Linked DNA regions of Mus musculus: all the other regions are linked to region 2. The links are chromatin contacts, called in public HiChIP or PLAC-seq maps. All regions are on one chromosome and are shown on one strand. Each heading gives the region's core, a stretch centred on a gene start, on an enhancer-like site or on the middle of the called end of the contact. The rest is flanking DNA. Distances are from core to core; before and after follow the strand shown.

What was found. HiChIP or PLAC-seq counts read pairs in DNA pulled down with a chosen protein or histone mark.
Region 1: an H3K27ac HiChIP or PLAC-seq map of neural progenitor cells shows a contact between it and region 2, with 4 times the contacts expected there. The contact joins the enhancer-like site here to the promoter of Klhdc7a in region 2. A contact is called at or near these places in 3 of 39 promoter capture datasets (the HPC-7 cell line, embryonic stem cells and hippocampal neurons), 2 of 484 Hi-C or Micro-C datasets (astrocytes and uterus), 3 of 115 datasets of contacts at active chromatin or transcription factors (astrocytes, embryonic stem cells and neural progenitor cells) and 1 of 9 other capture datasets (pancreatic islet).
Region 3: an H3K4me3 HiChIP or PLAC-seq map of embryonic stem cells shows a contact between it and region 2, with 5 times the contacts expected there. The contact joins the enhancer-like site here to the promoter of Klhdc7a in region 2. A contact is called at or near these places in 4 of 39 promoter capture datasets (frontonasal cranial neural crest, liver and second pharyngeal arch cranial neural crest), 1 of 15 datasets of contacts at CTCF or cohesin (embryonic stem cells), 2 of 484 Hi-C or Micro-C datasets (the N1E-115 cell line and nephron progenitors), 3 of 115 datasets of contacts at active chromatin or transcription factors (embryonic stem cells, epiblast stem cells and neural progenitor cells) and 1 of 9 other capture datasets (adipose tissue).

The regions. Positions count from the first base shown.
Region 1 is chr4:140,074,123-140,078,064 of GRCm38.p6, forward strand. All of the region lies in intron 3 of Igsf21 (immunoglobulin superfamily, member 21), which reads right to left. Among named protein-coding and RNA genes, the nearest start is that of Gm52685, 5.9 kb to the left of the region's middle. Within about 2 kb of position 2,534, at least 19 of the 459 cell types and tissues checked have an H3K27ac peak or open chromatin away from gene starts, as enhancers often do. A contact at or near this core is called in neural progenitor cells, where this site is marked.
Region 2 is chr4:139,966,591-139,970,455 of GRCm38.p6, forward strand. Klhdc7a (kelch domain containing 7A) reads right to left here and starts at 1,436. Exons shown (of 1, transcript NM_173427.2): 1 at 1-1,436. The coding sequence starts at 1,044. Mir2139 (microRNA 2139) reads right to left here and starts at 1,030; the gene lies at 936-1,030.
Region 3 is chr4:140,042,281-140,046,223 of GRCm38.p6, forward strand. The region is part of intron 4 of Igsf21 (immunoglobulin superfamily, member 21); the gene reads right to left. Among named protein-coding and RNA genes, the nearest start is that of Gm52685, 26 kb to the right of the region's middle. Within about 2 kb of position 1,806, at least 17 of the 459 cell types and tissues checked have an H3K27ac peak or open chromatin away from gene starts, as enhancers often do. A contact at or near this core is called in embryonic stem cells, where this site is marked.

The sequences.
Region 1 (3,942 bases), core at 1,284-3,783, 110 kb after region 2:
ACGGCAGGCGTATTTAACAGGTTCCAGCATGTTGAAACTATGGCCACCATCAACGTAGTGATCCCACGCATTGCCTGCCCTGAAGCTTCGTCATTATTTTTGCAGTCCACTCCCCCATGCTTACAAGACCACAGATTTGGGGCTGGAGAGATGGCGCCATGGTTAAGAGCACTGGTTGCTCTTCCATAGGTCCTGGGTTCAGGTCCTAGCAACCACATGGCATCTTGCAACCATGTATAAGAGGATCTGATACCCTCTCTGGCATGCAGGCATTCATGCAGACAGAGACCTTATATAAACAAACAAACAAACAAACAAACAAACAAACAAGCCAGAGATTCCTTATCTAGCCCTATGGCCGTACTATCCACACCTATCCCTAGGAAACACATTGCCAAGGATCTGCAATCTCTAAATTGTATCTTTTTTTTAAAAGGATTTATTTATTTATTTTATGTATGTAAATCCACTGTCGCTATTTTCAGACACACCAGAAAATGGCATCAGATCCTATTACAGATGGTTGTGAGCCACCATGTGGTTGCTAGGCATTGAACTCAGGACCTCTGGAAGAGCAGTCAGTGCTCTTAACTTCTGAGGCATCTCTCCAGCCTTCTAAATTGTATCTTATGGGGCATGCAACCTTGTTGCTTTTCTGTGTTAGTTTTGCTGCTGTAACAAAATACCTGAGTCAATCACCTTAAACAAAAGTAGGGCTCTTCTGGACTCATTGTTTCAGAAATTTCAGGTGGTAGAGTTTGGCCCTGCTCTCTCAGGCCTGTGACAGAATGTGGGTGGCAAGGAGAAGCAGAATAACCCAGAAACGATAAGTGAGGAAGAGGCAGGTCTTGTTCTCCCCTTTAAGGATATACCGTAAATAACTTAAAGACTGCTCACCGGGACCCACCTCTTAAAGCTCATCCACTGGGTTGGGGAGATGGTTTAGTAGATTAAAGTGCTTTCTGAGTTTGATTCCCAAACCCCACATGAAGTGCTAGCTGGATACAGTAGAATGCATCTAATCCCTGTGGTGAGAGGAGAGGTGGAGACAGGAGAGTCACTGGGAAGCTGTGGGTCAGCTAGCACAGGGGCAGGGACCACAAGAAGGAAAGTACTGATTCAGTGTGGTAGAAGAAGAGATTCCACTACCTCTGAAAGATGCTCTTTGGCCTACATACATGTGCTGTGGAGGGCACGCGTGCGCACACACACACACACACACACACACACACACACACACACACACACACACACACACTTGCTCTATCTCTCCGTGACACTCTATCTCTGTCTCCCTCCACCCACATACATATATATTTTTTTTTTAAAATCTTTTAACTTGGTGTAGCACCAGTTTGGGGTTGGAGCCTTTAACGCAGAGCCCCATTTTTTGTCACTACCTTGCCATTCCTTTGTCCATACCACCAGACCACGAGCCATTGTGTGGATCTGGCTGTGAGTGTTATCCCGCCATGTGGGCATCTTTATCTGTCTGACCACTGATGGTCGCTTGTGTTGCTTTAGGCTCTCACCATTAGCCAGGCAGCCGCAATGCATCCATGGGTATCTGCTTTCGTTTCTCCTGTGTGCTCACAGAGGGACAACATGGCTGGGTGTGCTCAACCTTCCTAACACTGCCACCCTTTAACACAGTTCCTCACATTGTGGAAACCTCCACCCATAAAATTATTTTTGTTGCTACTTCATAACTGTAATTTTGCTACTGTTATGAATTGTAATGTAAATATTTGATGCTCACAATATCTGATTCTGATATGCCACCCCCGCAAATGGGTTGTTCAACTCCCCGAAGGGGTCGCGACCCACAGGTTGAGAACCACTGCTCTAAAGGGCTCCGATAAGTACCCCTTCCCTCGCCTCAGTGCCTTTTTGGCCTTTATTTTTTGTGTTTAAAAATGTCATCACATTTATTTATTTATTGTATGTGCATTGGTGTGCATAAGCATAGACATGGCGTGACACACGTGTAGAGGTCAGATGACAAGCAGTGGGGGTCAGTTTTCTTTCACCGTAAGTAGGTTCTGGGAGTCAGATTCGGGTTGTCCAGCTCGGCAGCAAACACCTTTACCTGGTGAGTCAGTTTCCCAATCCTCTCAGATTTAATTATGTTCAAAGTGTATTATTTTGGGTGTGAGTGGATGTACACATATAGGCGTGTGATTTGTGGCATGTATTGGTGGCTAGGGGACAACATTGTGGAGTCATTTCTCTTTTCCCAGGGGTTGAGCTCAGACGAGCGCATGCGTACGTGGAGATGTGTACTATCATGCCTTTACCTGCTGAGCCAGCTCCTCTGATTGAGCTCTGCCGTTCTACGTAGGCCACTCGTGAGCCTCCTAAAAGCATCTCTTCTGCACACCTGTCCTGGGCATCCAACCTGCTTCCCTAGCTAAGGTGCTCATTGGCAGTGAGCTTTACACCAGAACTCCAAATCCAGCAGGCAGCAGGGGTGCAGCATGGGTGGAAAGGCTCCTGGGCCGTGGGTGAACCCTAGTGGTGGAGTATAAACTTTTCAGGCCCCGATACAGCAGTACCAACCAGACAAAACAGATTGGGAAAGTGGTAGGGAGTGGTTTGTCACTGAGATGCAAGCCGGTTCCTCTGGTCCCCTCTTCCCCATTCCTTGCATTGGTAGGGTACATACATTCAGGGACAGACAGACTTCTTCCTTCCTTCCATCATGGGCCTCTCCTTCGAACAGGACCTCTCTTTTCTGTTCTCCTCTCTTCCCTCCACCCCCCTTCCCCAGCCCATCCAGTCTGCTCCACCTGCATCCTGCTGCCATGGTGATCTCCTAACCGTGGGGATGCAACCCATCCCTCCCCACACTTGCAGCCCACTCCAGGCTTCCTTTGTAAGGATCAAGTCCAGTGTAGCTGCAAGCTCAGATCTGGCTCAGGCCCAAAAAGGAGGAAGGAGGGAACAGATGGAGGGAAGAAAATGGCGTGTGGCCTCATGTCTCGTGCCAAAATCCAGCAATCAAATGAGGAGACTCTTCAGGACCAAACTTGTATAATGCACTCTATTTAAACGGCATTTTGTAATTCAAACGTCTTCATTTATACACTCGAGGCACCTCGTTGCGGGCTAAGAGTGCGGATTCAGGTAGCAATGGGTCCTCTGAGGCCGCACTTTAATGAAGAGATGAAAGTACCTTTTCATTTGGACAGCATTGTTTGCATGGAAACCAAGCCTCTGAGGGGCTGGGAAGAGTTCTTTCTTGCAAGTAGGTTAAACACACCCCCTGCAATCTTATGAGCTGAGAGCCTGCTGGGCTCAGCTGTCCCTCACCCCTGCTGGAAAGAGACCAAGTGTGGGGTTATGAAGTTTGTCCAGCTCTTGAAGCCACCGGGCTGCCTCCAATGGCTGCTCTGCTGCCTCCTCTGCAGCCCCCCGTGTCTCCCTCAAACACCTGTTTCCCTCTCAGTTCAGAGTCATGCCCACTGGTGCTGATGCTTGCTTTGCCTTGGCAGAGCTAATAAAAATGGCCGTAAAGTCTCTGGCAGCCTTGGGTGCTGTTGGACATTTGCTAATAAGAGCTGCTTACTCCTTGTAGGAAAGCTAAAGGTGAAGTGCGGTTCCTGCCCTGTGTCTCGTCTCGTGTTTGTGCCTGTGCAATTGGAAGAGTTTGGCCCGGGACTGGGAATAATTTAATATGGGCCAGTCGTCCAGATGTGCACTTGCTCAGCCAGCCCCAGCTGTTCCCTGTCCCTAGCTGTCTTCCTAGCCTTCTATCTTCCGCTTAGAGGCAACCTCCCTCATAGTCCCTTTCAATGTCCCAAGCCTGGGAGACAGACTAGTTACTGGTGGGAGAATTGGGCCCCCGGGAGGTATCTGGGGACAACAGGAAAGGATACTGACAACTTGGCTGGGGGTGGGCTCCTCAGTGGAAGACCCCGCTTGGTGCTGGATACATTGATC
Region 2 (3,865 bases), core at 186-2,685:
CACAGGCTGTGGGGATGCTGCTTCAGATGCACCACCACCGGCTGTGTTAGCGGCTTCGTCTCTGGAGGCTGCTCCAGTGACAAGGGGCTCTGGTCCAGGCCCAGGGGATGGAGCATCAGCCAGAGCTGCTGGGCAGGGGACTGGCCTGGAGTCAGCCTTCGACGTGGACTCCACGAAATAGTCATATACTCTGCCCTTCAGCCCTGGTCCCTCTGCCTTTTGTATAATATTCTCCTCCATCCGGATCCGGGCCACAGATGAGAAAGTATGGGAGGCGTTGGTGGCTCCTTCCTGCTGCTGCGTGGCCAAGCCCATGTCTGCAGCAGCCTGGAGGACCCCGGCCTCTCCCCTGCTGACCCCTGTCATGTGGGTGAAGATCCAACTCTGGTTCATGTCACCATTGACCAGTGTAAGATCAGTCCAACCGTTGGGGGCTTCCAGGTCCCCAGATCCTGTTTCCTCTGGGGGTCTGCTGTCTGGCCATGGAGAGAGCTTGTCACCCACACAGCTGCCACCCACTCCTGGGATAAGTCTGCCTGAGGAGCTCGTAGGTTCACAGCCTGAATGAGGGAGGTGGGGAGGGTTGGGCTTACCTCTAACATCTGTTCCGGCTTCCTGGCCACCACAGGGAGGAGGCACCTGCTGAGAGTCTGGACACTGCCTGCCCTGACTTTCATCAGAGCCTTTTCTTGTGGCCTCTTCAGACCTGGAAATGTCCAGGATGCAGGGGTCTTCTGGATCCACCAAGCTGTAGTCCAGTGAGGTCCCAGCCCCCTTGCTGGCCTTCCTGCGTCTTCGACCCCTTGGCAGGGTCCCCGGTGGAGCCTCCTGGAAGGCAAGTTGTCCCAAGGCCTCTGTTTCATTTTCTGCTTTGTGGTCCTTGTTGTTTCTCCCTGCCTGCCCGACTGGGGCAGGTCTGGACTTGTAGAGTTTGTAAGCCGCAGTTACCAGGAGCAGCGCAGCTGCGGACAGCACCACCTTGCTGGGCAGCTGCATGTCCAAATGCCAGTCCTGGCCCTCTGCTCCTTCTCCAGTGGGGAGCATGCTGGCCAGGGACAGAGGAATGCCAAGAATCCGATTAATGATTGCCCAATAGGGACCAGTTCCTGGATCCTGCTGTGGAGTGGGAGGGAGTCCCTAGCCGGATCTGGCCAGCGGTTGCTGGAGCAGAGGTGACTTTGAGTCCACTGAGTCGGCAATGGGGCAGGGGATGGCTAAGGTTGCAGCTGGCCTCTTTGGATCCTTGCCTGAAAGGAGGGAGGGTCCCGACTGGAGGGGCCCGAGCTTCAGATCAGTCACCTGCAGCCCCTGGTGGGAGGGAGTGTCCAACAGGGATTCAAAGAGGAAGGAATCTCTGAGCAGAACTGTCACCAGATGCCTAGAAGCCACACTGTTGGTCTGTGTGTGAGGGTGTTTATTTTCTCTTTTGCAAATCCTTAGGTTGGAAGCTTGGGGCAGCTTTTGCCTTGGTTCCCGGAGCAGGTGGAGCCACAGTTAACAGGCGTATGGGGATGGCCTTGGCCCTAACTGAGGGGTCAGCTTTTAACCAGCCAAGCAATGAAACAGTGAGGACGCTGGGCCTGGGCTGGCGGCCAAGCCACCTGACTGGGCCCTTGGCTGCCTCTGCCCTCCTCCTCTACTCAACAAGTTGAAGAGAAACTAGCTTTGCTGAAGCAGCCAGGAAATACAAGACCTTAGCACCCAGACAAAATGAGACCTTAGAGACCCTGCCTCCTCTTCATGATGAGCCAACCTCATAGGAAAAGAGGCCTGTGGAGGAGTGACTCCTCACAACCCCCAACCCACATCAGCACTGTGGACCCCAGACTCAAATCTGCCGTTCACCAGCTGTGTGACCTTGGGCAAGTAACTTTACTTCTCTGTGCCTGCCTGAAAAGTGGCGAGAGACAGAGGGTGACCGCATCATTAGCTCATCAGGTAGAGTAGTCAACATGCATGAAGCCCCATGTTGTTGCTAAAGCTCAGCAAGGCTTGGCTGTTTTTATCTCCCCCATGTGCAGGTTTTTTTACTGGTTCTCAAGGGTGGGTGCTGAGGTCACAGTTTTAAGGGAGGTAAAGTCACTGAGCAAGAGTGGGGGCCCAGGCCTGCTCTGGGTAAGCCTCCATCTGTGCCCAGGATTCAGGTCCTCAGCTGCCGAGATGCCCAACGCACACGCTCCACTTTTTAAAGGTTGTCTTCAGGTTGCAAAGTGAAAGGACGATCCAATTTGAAGGCCCAGGAACTTGGTTCTGAGGGTTCTGGCCTTGGGAAAACTCTAAACTTTTTTGTTATATTTGTGTGTGTGTGTGTGTGTGTGTGTGTGTGTGTGTGTGTGTGTGTGTGTGTGTGTGTGTGTGTGTGTGTGCAAGTGCATGTGTGGGTAATACACATAGGCACATGTGACATCAGAGGACAGCCCAAGGATTCTGTTCTCCTTCTGCCGTGCAAATCCTGAGGGTTGAACTCAGGCCACCTTGCTTGACTGGAGTGTCATCTTGCTGGCCTCCTGGGATCCCCTTAGGAGGTCCTTATGTGTGTGAGCCTCCACCCAACAGCCTCAGTTTACCCTTCTGCATGTGGCAGTCTAGTGTGCCCTACTTTGTTGACTCCTGCAGGCCAGGCCTCCTTATCTTTGCCGGTGGGGATCTTTCCAGCCGTCTAGGTCCAGTCAAACTCCAAACCTCCCTGGGCCCTGTACTGGCTAGTTTTGTGTCAACTTGACACAGGCTGGAGTTATCACAGAGAAAGGAAGGAGCTTCAGTTGAGGAAATGCCTCCATGAGATCCAGCTGTAAGGCATTTTCTCAATTAGTGATCAAGGGGGGAGGTCCCCTTGTGGGTGGGACCATCTCTGGGCTGGTAGTCTTGGGTTCTATAAGAAAGCAGGCTGAGCAAGCCAGGGGAGGCAAGCCAGTAAGGAACATCCCTCCATGGCCTCTGCATCAGCTCCTGCTTCCTGACCTGCTTGAGTTCCAGTCCTGACTTCCTTTGGTGATGAACAGCAACATGGAAGTGTAAGCCGAATAAACCCTTTCCTCCCCAACTTACTTCTTGGTCATGATGTTTGTGCAGGAATAGAAACCCTGACTAAGACAGGCCCCTTCCATGGCCGCCTTCCTGAGTTCCTTGCCCTTTCAAACCAGCTTCTCCTTCTCCAGTCTCTTCTTTCAGCCCTTCTTCCAATCCTTACTACTTGCTTATAACCAAAGGCCCTGGGCAAGAACTGCAGGACTGACTCCTAGCCGACCTGGATAATACAGGCTGGAGCCGGTAAGGGAGGGGATGTCAGCTGAGTCAGGTGGGCTGCTGGGCACAGCGGATGCTCACAGACCCCTCTGGGAACCCTAAAATGGAGGTCCCCACCTCTCAAGAGTCTGCGTGTTAATGTTTGAAATGTGGCTTTATCCTTCCTCTGTTACAGGGAGGCCACCAGAGCAGAGAATGCAGCCAAGGGAAGGGAGTTTGTGGTCCTCAAGTGGAGGGGGAGTGTCTACTCTGGGGGGTTTCCAGGAAGGTCAGAGCATGGAGGGGGAAGGGGAAGCTAACCATTGCAAAGCTGGAAGATCAGAAGTCAGGATTCATACAGAGAAGCGCAGAAGGCAGACTGCAGGCTCTGGGGTCCCTGGGGGCAGGCAGTGTCTCCATGGCAGAGTATTAGGATTCTAGCTTAGGCTCCAGCCCAGGTCTCATTACATCTGCAGGTGAACAAATGCTACCTACATGCCATAAATTACAGGTTCTTTTGAAAAGTCTCTGTTTAAATGAAACTGAAATAAACAAATGAAGATAGAAACAAAATTAAAAGATAATTGAATGTCTATATTGGGCGTCTGTTGAATGTGCCTGCCCGACACCAATCTGGTCT
Region 3 (3,943 bases), core at 556-3,055, 76 kb after region 2:
GTCTGTTTGGTAGCTCTGGGCTAGGCTTCCTATTTTACAGATGAACACATTGAGGTCAGAGATGAAGAGATCTGCTTACAGCAAGTCATTAGTAGAGCCTCAGCAGGTACCCGGCGCTATAGATCCTGGAAAGTCTTTCAGACAGCAGAGTGCCCTTTCCTCCCTCCCCCAGCCACCCATCACACGTGCACATGCATACACATATACCTGTGCATGCACAAACACTCATATACACACAGAGATAAACACACTCATGAACACACAGAGAGACCCACATATTCATTCACACACCCACACATAAATGCACACAGAAAGGCAAATACACAGAAAGACATGAAAGACAGACAGACACACACACACACACACACACACACGTAGAAAGATGCACACACAGACACAACCTGTTCTAGAGCCCTGTACCCAACCATGCAGAGCCGTGGCGGGAAGCCGCGCTTCTCCCACTCCCTCATTTCTGAGCAGGAGTGACCAGATAACTCAAGTTTGTAAGACCGCAACGGTTGTGCGGACAATGAAAAATGGGACCTGCCAGCATCCGCGTGGCCAGCCAGTGCTTCACACACTCTGCCCGCCAGCAGCTCCCGGGCACCGTGTCCTGGGAGAATGGCACTCTACATTGGCACTCTACATTACACCCTCCGTCACCCCTTGGAAGGCTGAATGCAAACAACAGTCAGAAAGCTGTTTTTACCTGGGAACGCTGGCTGCTTACTGCTGGGTCCCAATGCGCATGCATCCATCACCATGTCCACCCGGCCCTCAGTCCTAGACAGGCCTCTGCTTCCTAGGCTCATCTCCTGTGTCCTTCCGCCCTTGGTCTCAGTGTATCTCCCTCCTAACTCCCCTCTGCCCTTCCACCACCCATCTCTGTCCTTATCCTCGCCTCTATCATGCTCAGCCTCTTCCCTGCCTCCATCTGAATTTCCATCCACCTCCAGGCCCCGCCCCATCTACATCCTTCTTCCATCTCCGTGTTTGCCCCCCTTCCTTCCTCTATCTCCCCCCACACACCCATCCCATCTCTTTTATGAGACAGTCTCATGAAGCCGAGGCGGTCCTTGGACATGGTATGTAATGACCTTGAACTTCTCATCCCATGCCGCTACCTCTCTAGGGCTGGCATTACAAGTGAGACAGTGCTAGATTTATAGGATGCTGGGGATCAAACTCAGGACTCGAGACATGCTAGGCAAGCACTCTACCAACTATGCTACATTCTTAAGTCCCCATCTTTCCCACCTTTATTTATTTATTTGTTTGTTTGTTTGTTTATTCTTGAGACAAGGCCTCACTATGTAGCTCGGGCTGGCCTGGAATTAACTATGTAGACAAGGCTGACCTTGAACTCACAGAAATCCCCCTGCTCCCTTACCGCCTCTCTCCAGCCCCGCCCCCGCCTACTAAATTCTAATATTAAAGGTGTGTGTGGCCATGCTCAATTCCCATCTACAGCCTTAGCTCAGTCTCCACCTTGACCACTATCCCCATCTCCGTCTTTCTCCCAACTCCGGCCTTATTTCTACCCCACCCCCACCCCCACTTGGATTTCCTTCCCGATAAGTCTCCATCAGGGTCAAAACCGAGCAGCCTTTTATGTGTCCTTGGCCTGAGAGCCGGTCTCTGTTTATCCAAAGACAGCCAGCTCAGGGCACAGGCCTTGGGACATCCTTGATAAGAAAATCCCAGTTCAATGGCAGGCTCCGGAGTGAGCAGCGTGGGGCCACCTGGCTGTGTTCAGCCGCATCCGGGCCATGGCTTGTCTGACCCAGTTTCTTCCCACTCCTCTGCTATCTCCACTGGAGAGCGGTGCCCAGAGCTCCCAGCAGCCCTTGCGGGCGTCCTTCAGACCAACCCCTTTGCACCTAGGGACATTGCTCTGAAACTCCCCATCCCCACCCACAACCGCCCAGCCTGCAGGCTCTCCTCCAGCTTATTTCTCTCGCTTTGTCTTAAGAGGAGGGATCTGCTTCAGGACGTTTCTTTGGCTAATTCTGTGTGCAGCTGTCAAGCACGGCACAGCAGCTGCTAAACAGACACCACCCTCGGCCTAGCTAGCCTGTCACCCCGTCCCACAGCCATCGAGAGAGTTAAGAGGTGACGTTATTTTCAGCTCCGCAATTCATATTGATGGAGTATGGTGATGGTCGGTGATCCGTTTTATGAAATTAATCCTGAAATATGGCCCGTCTGTATCATGCAAGCAGAAGTTTGTCTCGGGCTCTGTAACTCACTTCTGAGAGAGCGCAACGGTCCTCACAGCTCTGTCAGTGATCTAGCTGTCTTTGCAATTTGGGGTCACAGTAAAGAGATGTCCCTAAGTCTGTCCAGCTGTGCTCCCACCCCACCAGGGTTTAATCCTCCCCACGAGCTCATCCCCTTATCCTGGTGCGCACTTTAACAAAGGCAGAGCAGAGCTTCATACTTAGACCAAGTGTCAATATCCTTGCCTTGGCGCTTTGGGTCAATCAGCTGCCATCCCTCCGTCCTCGGTCTTTCGGTCTGAGAAATGGGTTGAATCTGACACATTTGCCAACGTTCCGGCTCCCAGGTGTTTTGGGAGAAGCAGAAGAGAAATGGAGCAGAAACCTCTTAGGAGAATTTGAAATGCTGACCAAACAGAAGGATTGTTTAACTCTCTTCTCCCGTAGCCCTTTCTCTGTGCCTGTGAAGACAGGAACACCATTGTCTTGTGGGGGGGACGGGACCCTAAGGCCTGCCCTGCAGCTGCCTCTCTGTGAAGGTGCTGAGCCTGCTCCAGCCCTGAGGGTCATTTATCATGGGAAGAGCATCAATTAGATTTGGGGGAGGGGTGGAAAGAAGGAATGGACAAGTTCAAAATTATATTATTTGCAAAAAATCTATTCTTCCTCCCAGCATGCCCGCTCTATCGACTGCCTCTCTCTTTTCAATCAGCCCCTAGCCATTATGCTGTATTTCAGCACCGGAAAAGTAGCCTCTAAAATAAGTGTCCATGAATATAAATGTCCCGAGGAGTGCACCTTCATTTCTTGATTTGATTTCTTGATCTTGTGTCTCTCTGTTCCTTTCCCATCCTCTCCAGAGTCTCTCTTTTGCTTCACAATGTCACTCAACACAGCGCCTCTTCCAGGAAGTCCTCTCAGCTTACAGCAGCTGGAGCAGCCCAGCTCAGCCTCCCCGCCTTACTCTCCCTGGGCGTGGCTACCTTCCCCACCTGACTCAGTTTCCTCTCTCAAGGCTGGCCTCCCGTGTGGTCTCCCAGATATTCTTCCAAACCTGGCAAGGCCTTTTCTCTGGGTGCCTGGAGCTGGTCCCCTCAGGCAGCTTGTCACTCAGACCCAGTGTGCCTCGGCTTCTCCTCACCAGGCTGCGCTTGCTGGAGGCTGGGACTCTGCCCTCTTCATCCTGGCTTCAGACCTCAGGCGGTCTCCCACACAGGAGCTAAAGTCCCATTCCTGTTTGTGTCCCTTACAGGACACCAGACAGGCTGTGACAGGGATCCCAGGAGGCCCTGTGAGTGCCCTGGGCTGGCCTGTCTTCATCTCTAGCCTTCTCCATTAGGTCCTTACCATGCTCTACACACACAAAGCTTCCTCTGTCCCTTCCCTCCCTCTGTCCCTCAGTCCATCGCCTCCCTCCCTCCCTTCTTCCCTTCCTTCCTTCCTTTCTAACTTCCTTTCTTCCTAGCTTCCTTCCTAACTTACTTCCATTCTAGCTTCCTTCCTTCCCCCTCCCTCACTCTCTAGCTCCTTCTCTCCCTCCCTTCTGTCCCTTCTTCCCTCCTGTGGTGGTTTGTCTTTGCTTGGCCCAGGGAGTGGCACTATTTGGAGGTGTGGCTTCATTGGAGTGGGTGTGGCCTTGTGTCACTGTAGGCATGAACTTTAAGACTCTTGTCCTAGCTGGTCTAAGAGTAGGGACCTGCTAACATATTTCTGTTAGGTTTTGT